2 separate regions of the Mus musculus genome follow, and region 2 is linked to region 1. The links are chromatin contacts, called in public Hi-C maps. All regions are on one chromosome and are shown on one strand. The core of a region is the stretch at or near the end of the contact, and the rest is flanking DNA. Distances in the headings are between cores, read along the strand shown. Region 1 holds the start of Stim1 (stromal interaction molecule 1). Region 2 holds the start of Trim12a (tripartite motif-containing 12A).

What was found. Hi-C and Micro-C count contacts between places; a contact is called where the count stands out from the background.
Region 2: a Hi-C map of B cells shows a contact between it and region 1, with 6 read pairs. The contact joins the promoter of Trim12a here to the promoter of Stim1 in region 1. A contact is called at or near these places in 1 of 39 promoter capture datasets (pre-B cells) and 1 of 484 Hi-C or Micro-C datasets (B cells).

What each region holds. Positions count from the first base shown.
Region 1 is chr7:102,266,435-102,270,245 of GRCm38.p6, forward strand. Stim1 (stromal interaction molecule 1) reads left to right here and starts at 1,385. Exons shown (of 12, transcript NM_009287.5): 1 at 1,385-2,119. The coding sequence starts at 1,981.
Region 2 is chr7:104,313,494-104,317,461 of GRCm38.p6, forward strand. Trim12a (tripartite motif-containing 12A) reads right to left here and starts at 2,002. Exons shown (of 8, transcript NM_023835.2): 1 at 1,918-2,002. Gm15133 (predicted gene 15133) reads left to right here and starts at 1,538. Exons shown (of 7, transcript NR_040749.1): 1 at 1,538-1,615; 2 at 3,803-3,890.

The DNA of each region.
Region 1 (3,811 bases), core at 135-2,634:
ATATTGTAAAAGTGTACACACACACACCACAAGAAAAAAAAAAAAGGCCAGTGTGATGGGAGATTAACAGAGTGGAGAGAGTGATAGTAGATGACGTCTGACATGTATTTTTATATCAACAGCCTAACCCTTAAGCCAGGCAGCTGTTGGGCAAATCCGTGTTCTGGTCTTCAAAGGGCTCACTCATAACAGGAGCTGGTTTATCACTGTCAGAAGAGGGACTGGGCCTAATCCAGTCTCCTGCCTCCGGTGCCAAGGACAGGGGTAGGGCACGGAGGTTTCGGTAAAGATCTGCTGACAGTACGCTTGAGAAGAGAACAGGAAGTATAGGCTTTGCTAAAGGAAGCCTGGGCGGGGTTCTCTGTTTTTGGGGCACTTATTCTCAAGTCGCTACCATCTCCTCTAACGGAATCAGAGAGATAGGAGAATGAGATGGGAGGAACCATCACGGGCTTTACCCCACAAACCTCAAGAGGGTGGGGCCTGAGAGGTGGGTTGCAAGAGCTACACAAGGGCATAGGATGTAGATCAGGGACGGGCAGGGTGTTAGGAAAGCAGATAGACCTGTTAGGCTACGTACAGGTGACGTTTTACCTACAGTGGGATGGGCATTTCATTCTGCTTTTTGGAACAATTTCTTCTTTAAACACTTGTAGCCTCTAAAGGGCTTGACTAGGGGCTTCCCTTCCCTTCAGTAACCCTCTAGAAAGGGTCAGGGCCACCTAGGAACTAGTCCTTTTGCAGTACTTAGATGTGGCCACCAGGGACCGCTGCGTACGGGAGACCGGAGGCGCGGGTTATTGAGAGGCGGAAGCCGATTGGCTGCGAGGCGCGTCGAAAGGGCGGAGCCTGGGAGTCGGGAGTTGGGGGCTGGGAGCGCGCCCCTTGGCCAAACCTAGCAGGACCATAGTCACCCCAGGCGGCTCCAGGTTTGTCATCCTAGTGCGGAGTTTCTGTCCAACCTGACTTTACAGTGGAGTCCGGAGAGCAGCGCTGCGGCCCGGAGATCCGGACAGGGCAGTAGCTGTCACCGCCGCCGCAGGCCTGAGTTACCTGAGCAACTGCGTGTCAGGGGCCCGCCTGCGGGCGGGCGTTAGAGCTGGAGGCTGGGGTGCGCACGGCAGAGGCCGAGGCCCCATCCTTGTCGCGGGGCCGCGGTCCTGACGACCACCAGCGCAGGCAGGGTCCCCAAGAGACCCCGCCAGTTGCGGGGGGCTCTGGCGGGCGCTCTCCAACAGGTTATTCCGGGATAAGCCGGCTCTGGGGCGGGCCCGGGCTTCGCTGGGGGCCGGGCGGCGCGGGGCGGGCCGGCGGTAGAGCACGCCCCCGCCCACTTCGGGCCCGCCCCGTGCCGCCCTCCCGCCCTCCCGCCCTCCCGGGAGCCGCTGTCCCGGGCCTGGCCCGTGCGCGTCCGCCTGCTGCACCGGGGCACCAGGAGCCGCAGAGGTACCGGACCCGGCGGGGGCGCTGACCTCGGCCTAGGAGTCTTAGGATCCCGGAGACATCCGTGTCTGCTGGGGCCTGTAGGTCGCACGCCGAAGCCCTAGCTGCTGAGGCTCACCGCTGTTTCTCGGGGCGAGGTCAGGTGCCCCCCTTCTCTCCTCTCTTCTCTCCCTCCCCCACCTCAGTGCGGGCGGGAGATTCTGCCCGCCTCCTCCCGCAGGGGTGCAGCAGGCTGCGGAGCTGACAGCGGCCCCGCAGCCACCCTGCTCAAACTCTCCGGAAGCAGATAGAGCTCAGGCCGCCGCCGCAGCCCCGGCGGACCTACAGTTGGACCGGAGACTCCGATCCTTCTGCGTCCAAACTTGGGGCACTTGACCTTCGCTTATCGGAGGAGGTAAGCCCGCAGGTGGCTGGACAGCTGCGGCGCCGCGAGGGCATCTTGCTTTGGAACCGTCGGCTGCACTCCCTGACTCTGGGATTTGCTTCTGGGATCCAAAGGTGTCTACAGCAGGCGCATGTTGACTGAGACCTACCGTCATGGATGTGTGCGCCCGTCTTGCCCTGTGGCTTCTTTGGGGGCTCCTTCTGCATCAGGGCCAGAGTCTCAGCCATAGTCACAGTGAAAAGAATACAGGAGCTAGCTCCGGGGCGACTTCTGAAGAGTCTACCGAAGCAGGTAAAGAAGGCCTTGCGGCGGGCTGGACTGGGCTGGGGGCTTGATTGACTCAAGACTGAGTGGCCCGAAGTGGGCACGTTGGAATCTCCGCACATGTGAGATACACCATAACACTGTGTAGTCTCAGTAGTCCAAGAAGTTCTTTCGTGTAGTAGTCATGCCTAATGTTAGTATTTCCCCAGAGCAACTTTCCTTATCCCTCCTCCGGAAGGTAGTGAGAAGCCTCATGGGGACACCTTGACTTTTTAGATCAGTAAGGTTGAGGCCCCATTCAGGACTTCTTGTCTGGAAGAGTAGCCTTCTCAGATGTTAAAATTCCTTTTAGCCAGTTTTATCACTTGAGGTATAAGGGGGTGTGTGGCAATGGTGGGTTGAGGCCACTCGGGATGGGCAGGGAAGATCAGGGCAGGGCTGGGTCTGTTTTTCTACAGCTTGGTGTTCAGGTGTGCCTTTCTGTTCTAACCACCGTGAGAACCACCGTAGTCCCTCCTTTCCCTTAGGAAATCTGTCTTTTGCTTGTGCCCATGTGAAATATCAAAGCAAGTCCTTAGATGGAATCCTGTTTACCACTAGGGACTTAAATGGCCCTTTCTTGACTTCTCGGTAATAAAAAATCCTGGGACCACTTGTTGACTTAATCCGTTTCTTCTGACTGATGAGAGTAAGGATTCCATGTTATTATTTTTAATCTGTCCTTATTTTCCCTGTATACTTACAGAGCTTTGTTTAGCAGTAGTAGCTCTGGCCAATACTTTTGCAGTAGAAAGGAACCTTTAAAAAAAATACAATTAATTTACACAAAGTTTAGAAGCTCACCAGTTCTCTTTTTCTGTTTTTCACACCCTGTCACTACAATCTGCCCCAGACTGTAGCCTGAAGGGTTGGGGACAGAAGACTAGTTAGGGTGTTTGAGGATAGGCAAGTTCAGAGAGGGGATGTCTCAGTGGGTATCTGCTGATACAAGCAGGGAAAGAATATAAAATATGGCGGTGAAGTCTTTTATGGATTGCATTAGTGGTAGACTTTTTCTTGGGCTGCCCTCTTTCAGCTTTTTTGACTTGGTTGTCTGAAATTTTAGGTGTTTCAAGGGCTGATTTGTAGGTGAGGCCAGGACTGTCCCTTATACAAGCATGGAGTTAGGGCTGTTGCTTTTAGGATTGGTCATTCCTGCATCTCCATAGGAAATCTCCTAGGCCTCTGAAACTTAGCTTAAATTTGTTTCCCCCCATTGGGCTATGAATGGAAAAATTGGTTGAACTGTGAAGTAACCCTGAGTAGTCTTTCTGCAGTCCCAGTGACAGACATCCTGGTTTATAATTGATCATTTATCCTCTTGTTTTCACTTCAGAATATGTGTGTATGACATAAAATCAATCTTTCTGAGAGCTGTTTGGTATGTCAGATCTAAACTAAAAGAATGCAGCTTCGAGTTTTAGGCATTAGCAAGCCTTTAGGAAGTTGACTGTAGGTCGTGTGTGTGTGTGTGTTTTGCCTAAGGTAGAGAAGCATTCCAGCATTCCTCAGGAATCCCTCAGGATGAGTCTGTGGAGACATTCCTCAAACGTCCTATCTTTGAGGACTGACTGTTTAGATTACGCCATAAAGGCCTCTCTTTTCATCTTTATTTCCTCTTAGTTCAGAAATTGGCTTCCATCGTTGTAGTAATTATATTCCAGGGAGGAAAGTCTCAGG
Region 2 (3,968 bases), core at 752-3,251, 2.0 Mb after region 1:
TTGTTCTGGAAGGATCATCTGAAGGGCCACAAAAGAGGTTTTAATAATGTATCAAGAATGAAATGATATGAAACATCTTTTGTAACCACAATGGTATGAAATTAGAAATCACCAAAAGAGAGATTTGGAAAAAATTTCACAAATATGGAAATTATACACCATTCTCTAAACCAATGAGCAAAGAAGAAATCAAAGGGAGGTTTTTGAAAAATGAAATGATAATGGATGGACACACCTCAGCATTCCACTCTATGCTCCAGACAGTCTAAGAGGGGAGCACACGTCTCAGCAAATTCAGCAGTCTAGATAGTCTAAGAGGGAAGCCTGCCAGGACTACATTACACAAAGAAACATTATCTCAAGTAAATAACTTAATACTTGGCCTCAGGCAAGTAGACAAAAAATAACTAAACCAAAAGTTATCAGAAGGGAAGAGAAAGCTGATGAGAAAGACCCAAGTAAAATGTAATGAACAATCAGAGCTGTTGTTCTTTGTCTCTGTCTCTGGAGGGGAGGATAACTCAAGCAAATTCAAGAATGAAAGCACTGGCTTATGAACAGGGACAAGAACCAATTGTTGAGAAAGCAAAACCCACAAAATCAACCTTGACAGGATGTCTTCTGGGCACCTAGATCAGCTTGAGCAAAGCCATGATATCCCTAATCACACATCTCTCTCTCAAACTTTTTTTTTTTAATTTGACATTTTAAACATCAAACAAAAATTTAATTTTCATTCTTTAAAGGTAGAAAGAGGCTGTTGCAGTCATGTGCTCCTGACACTACAGAGACTTGGAAGTGGGGCTGTCGGAAGAGCTGAAGACCAGTCTGGGCAACATAAAACATATCCTCTCTCCAAGAAACCTTACAAAAGTTGGCACTTTGGGGGAAATCTTCAGATGTGTCACTGGAGCATGCTCATAGTAGTTTTCCCATCTTCAAACACCCCTTCCCCTCTGCGTGGGAACTGAACCCAAAGATTGAAAAGTACCCTATCACTGAACTAAGTCACAGATGTCTTTTAAAAAAATATTCTATGAATGAGTCTTATTGAGTTGCTGATGATGGCCATCAATTTATAATCCTTCTGCTCCTGTGTATCTGGAATCTCAAGCTGGGCTGAAGTTTATATTGGTATGGAGAAAATATCTGAAGGAGAAGGAAATAGCTGAAGTTATTCCCGGGCTTGGGACTGTCAAACAGGGTCGATGACTAAATAACAGGCTCTCAGTCTTTGTTACTAAACTGAGAGAAACTCTGGTTCTCTTAGAGGAGTATTTTGCAACTTTCCTAATGCTGCAACTCTTTAGAAAACTTTCTCGTGTTGTATTGACCGCAACCATAAAACTGTGGTCTTTGCTTCCTCTTAACTATATTTTTCTACAGTTTTGAATCATAATATGAATGTATGACATGCGAGATATCTAAAGTGAAACTCCCGTGAAAAGGTCATTCAAACGGGTCTGATCCGGTAAAGAACCACAGCCCTAGAGTATGCGGAAGTACCACTTTATCACACAAAAACGCAGTAAAAAGCAGAGGCTCTGATCCAGCTTTGCTGCCTGGAAAAAGAATGACTGTCATAGACAACAAAGTTCTGGATCTCGTCGACAAGGTACGATTCAAAATTACAGATTGTGAATCGGAAGGGGGAGACTAAATCTGGACAACAGGCATCTTTAAAGTAGTTTTTTGTTGTTGTTGTTGTTGAGGAGGCACCTCCCTCAAGCTCCCCCATTTGCATTTTCAGCCAGAGGCCGGCAGCCCGTCCCCCTTTCCCTCCCCCGCTTTTACAGGATAAACTCACCCAAACAAAAGCAATGTTCTCCTTTCAAAGTCTTCAAAAATCTGCCCCCTAAAATTGCTCAGCCCTTTATCAGACGCCAGAAAGTTGTAAACCAGGGAGAATTAACTCACCAATCCAGAACTTCAAGGTATTTCCGGCTAAAATCTAGAGAAAGGAAAGTTTGAGCTCTGGAAATGAAACAGAAACCACAACTCTACAGACCAATGAGATGCCTTTGCATAAGCCTGCAGAACCCCACTGACTGAGGAAGTTACCCTCATATCAGCATTGGCTGGCTCTGGAAACTGGGGAGGAGTTATGTGCAGAGCCAGGCAGAAACACCTCACCACCCTCACAGCAGAGAGTAATGAGCTGTAGAGGGCTCACCAGCTGCCCCATGGTCTCCTCCAGATTATGTATTATGTGGCTGAACGAACAGACTTAGTCCTTTTCCAGTGCTGATATGATCCACCCATTCATTTCCTCCCTTTTAGGAGTCCCTCACCAGAATGTCTTGGAGGTTCCTATTTGGCTTAGAGGTGTATTGAACACCTATATAGTGACTCAGCACTAACGGATTAGAAGGGGGAAATCTGTAGAGCTGGGAATGAGGTTCTGTTGACATAGTGCTTGCCTATCAAGCATGAAGCACTGGGATGGTCCTCAGAAGTGTACAAAACCAGCTGTGGTGGCCCCTGTGGTCTATCTTCTTTACTCTTCTACTGCTCTGATAAATACCATGACTAGGACAAGTTACAAGTAGAGTGTTTAATTTGGCACTCACAGTTCCTATGGGTTAGAGTTCATGACCACCACAGTGGAGAGCCTGATAACAGGCAGGGAGACATGGTGCTGGAGCAGAAAGTGAGAAGTCACAACTGGAGACACAATCTTGACAGAAACCTGAGGCAGAGAGAGAATGGTGTTGGTGGTCAGAATCTATTGAATCTTGAAAGCTTACACCCATGCCATACCTTCTTCAAGAATGCCACACTCCTAATCTTTCCTGAACAGTGTCCTGATAGCTGAGAACCAAGTATTCAAAAGATCTTAGGCTTTGGGGCCATTGTTATTCAAACCGGCACAGGATGCCACTGCCTTGCAGCTGGCTGCATGAGGATCAGGAGGTCAAAGCCATCCTCAGCCATGGTGACTGACATCAGCATGGCATGGGAAACACCTGAAGCTTTCCAAAGAGAAAAGGAAGGGAGAAAGAAAGAGAAGAATAAATAAATAAATCACAAATTAATTAAAGAAAGTCAGTTGTGTGAGTGAATGTTGGAGAAGCCACCATCACCTGTCTCATCCCCTTTCCTGTTTGCCTCTCTAATTATTTCCCTACAGTCTCTGTCTTCTGAAATATGGAATGATGAGTGACAGCAGACATAACTCTGTAGTTTGAATTTATTTCACATACTTACAACTGTCTTATACTCTTCTTCCTTTCTGATAGCCTGACCCTAAATGAGCTCTAGCTCCCTTAGCCTCCCCGGTGCTGGGATCATGAACTTTTGCTGTTGTTGTTCAGTTTTGCTTTTGACTTCAGTGATTGAACCACGGTCCTTGTGGATGCTGGGCTAGTGCTCTATCCATAGCTATACACTTACCTAAATTTCATATCTTGATGAGGTCATAAGTCTCACTGTTGTTCTTGCTGTGGACACAATTGCTTACAAATAATGCTTTGATGTTCCCATTCCTCTGAAATGTTAATAGTTATGAAAAACCCTTTACCTTTTTTTTTTTTTTTTTTTGGAGGCAGATATTTACTCTATATTCAAGCCTGGGCTAGAAATCACTAAGTGTTTAGAGTGTTTAGGATAGTTTCTAATTCCTTGGAATACTAATTTGTCAAACTCTTGAGTTCAGGGACGAGAGGCAGGAGCTACCATGTCTCTGTCTTTTCTACATTTTACTTAAGGCTTTCTCTGTTTCTTCCTAAAGTCTGTCTGGGAATTAAAACTATTAAATACCCAGACTATGATCTAACTCTGCATGAATGTTCTCTCTAGGCAGAATTCCACTCTCAACTCTGCAAAGATTAGACTTTACATTTAGTCTGCCATTACCCTCTGACCTCAGTGAAAAGGATGAAGGTGACCAGGTGAGCAAAGCACTGGCCACACTTTCAGTGAGCAGTGCTACCATGTGTGTGATTCTAACTGTGTGCAATACACATTGA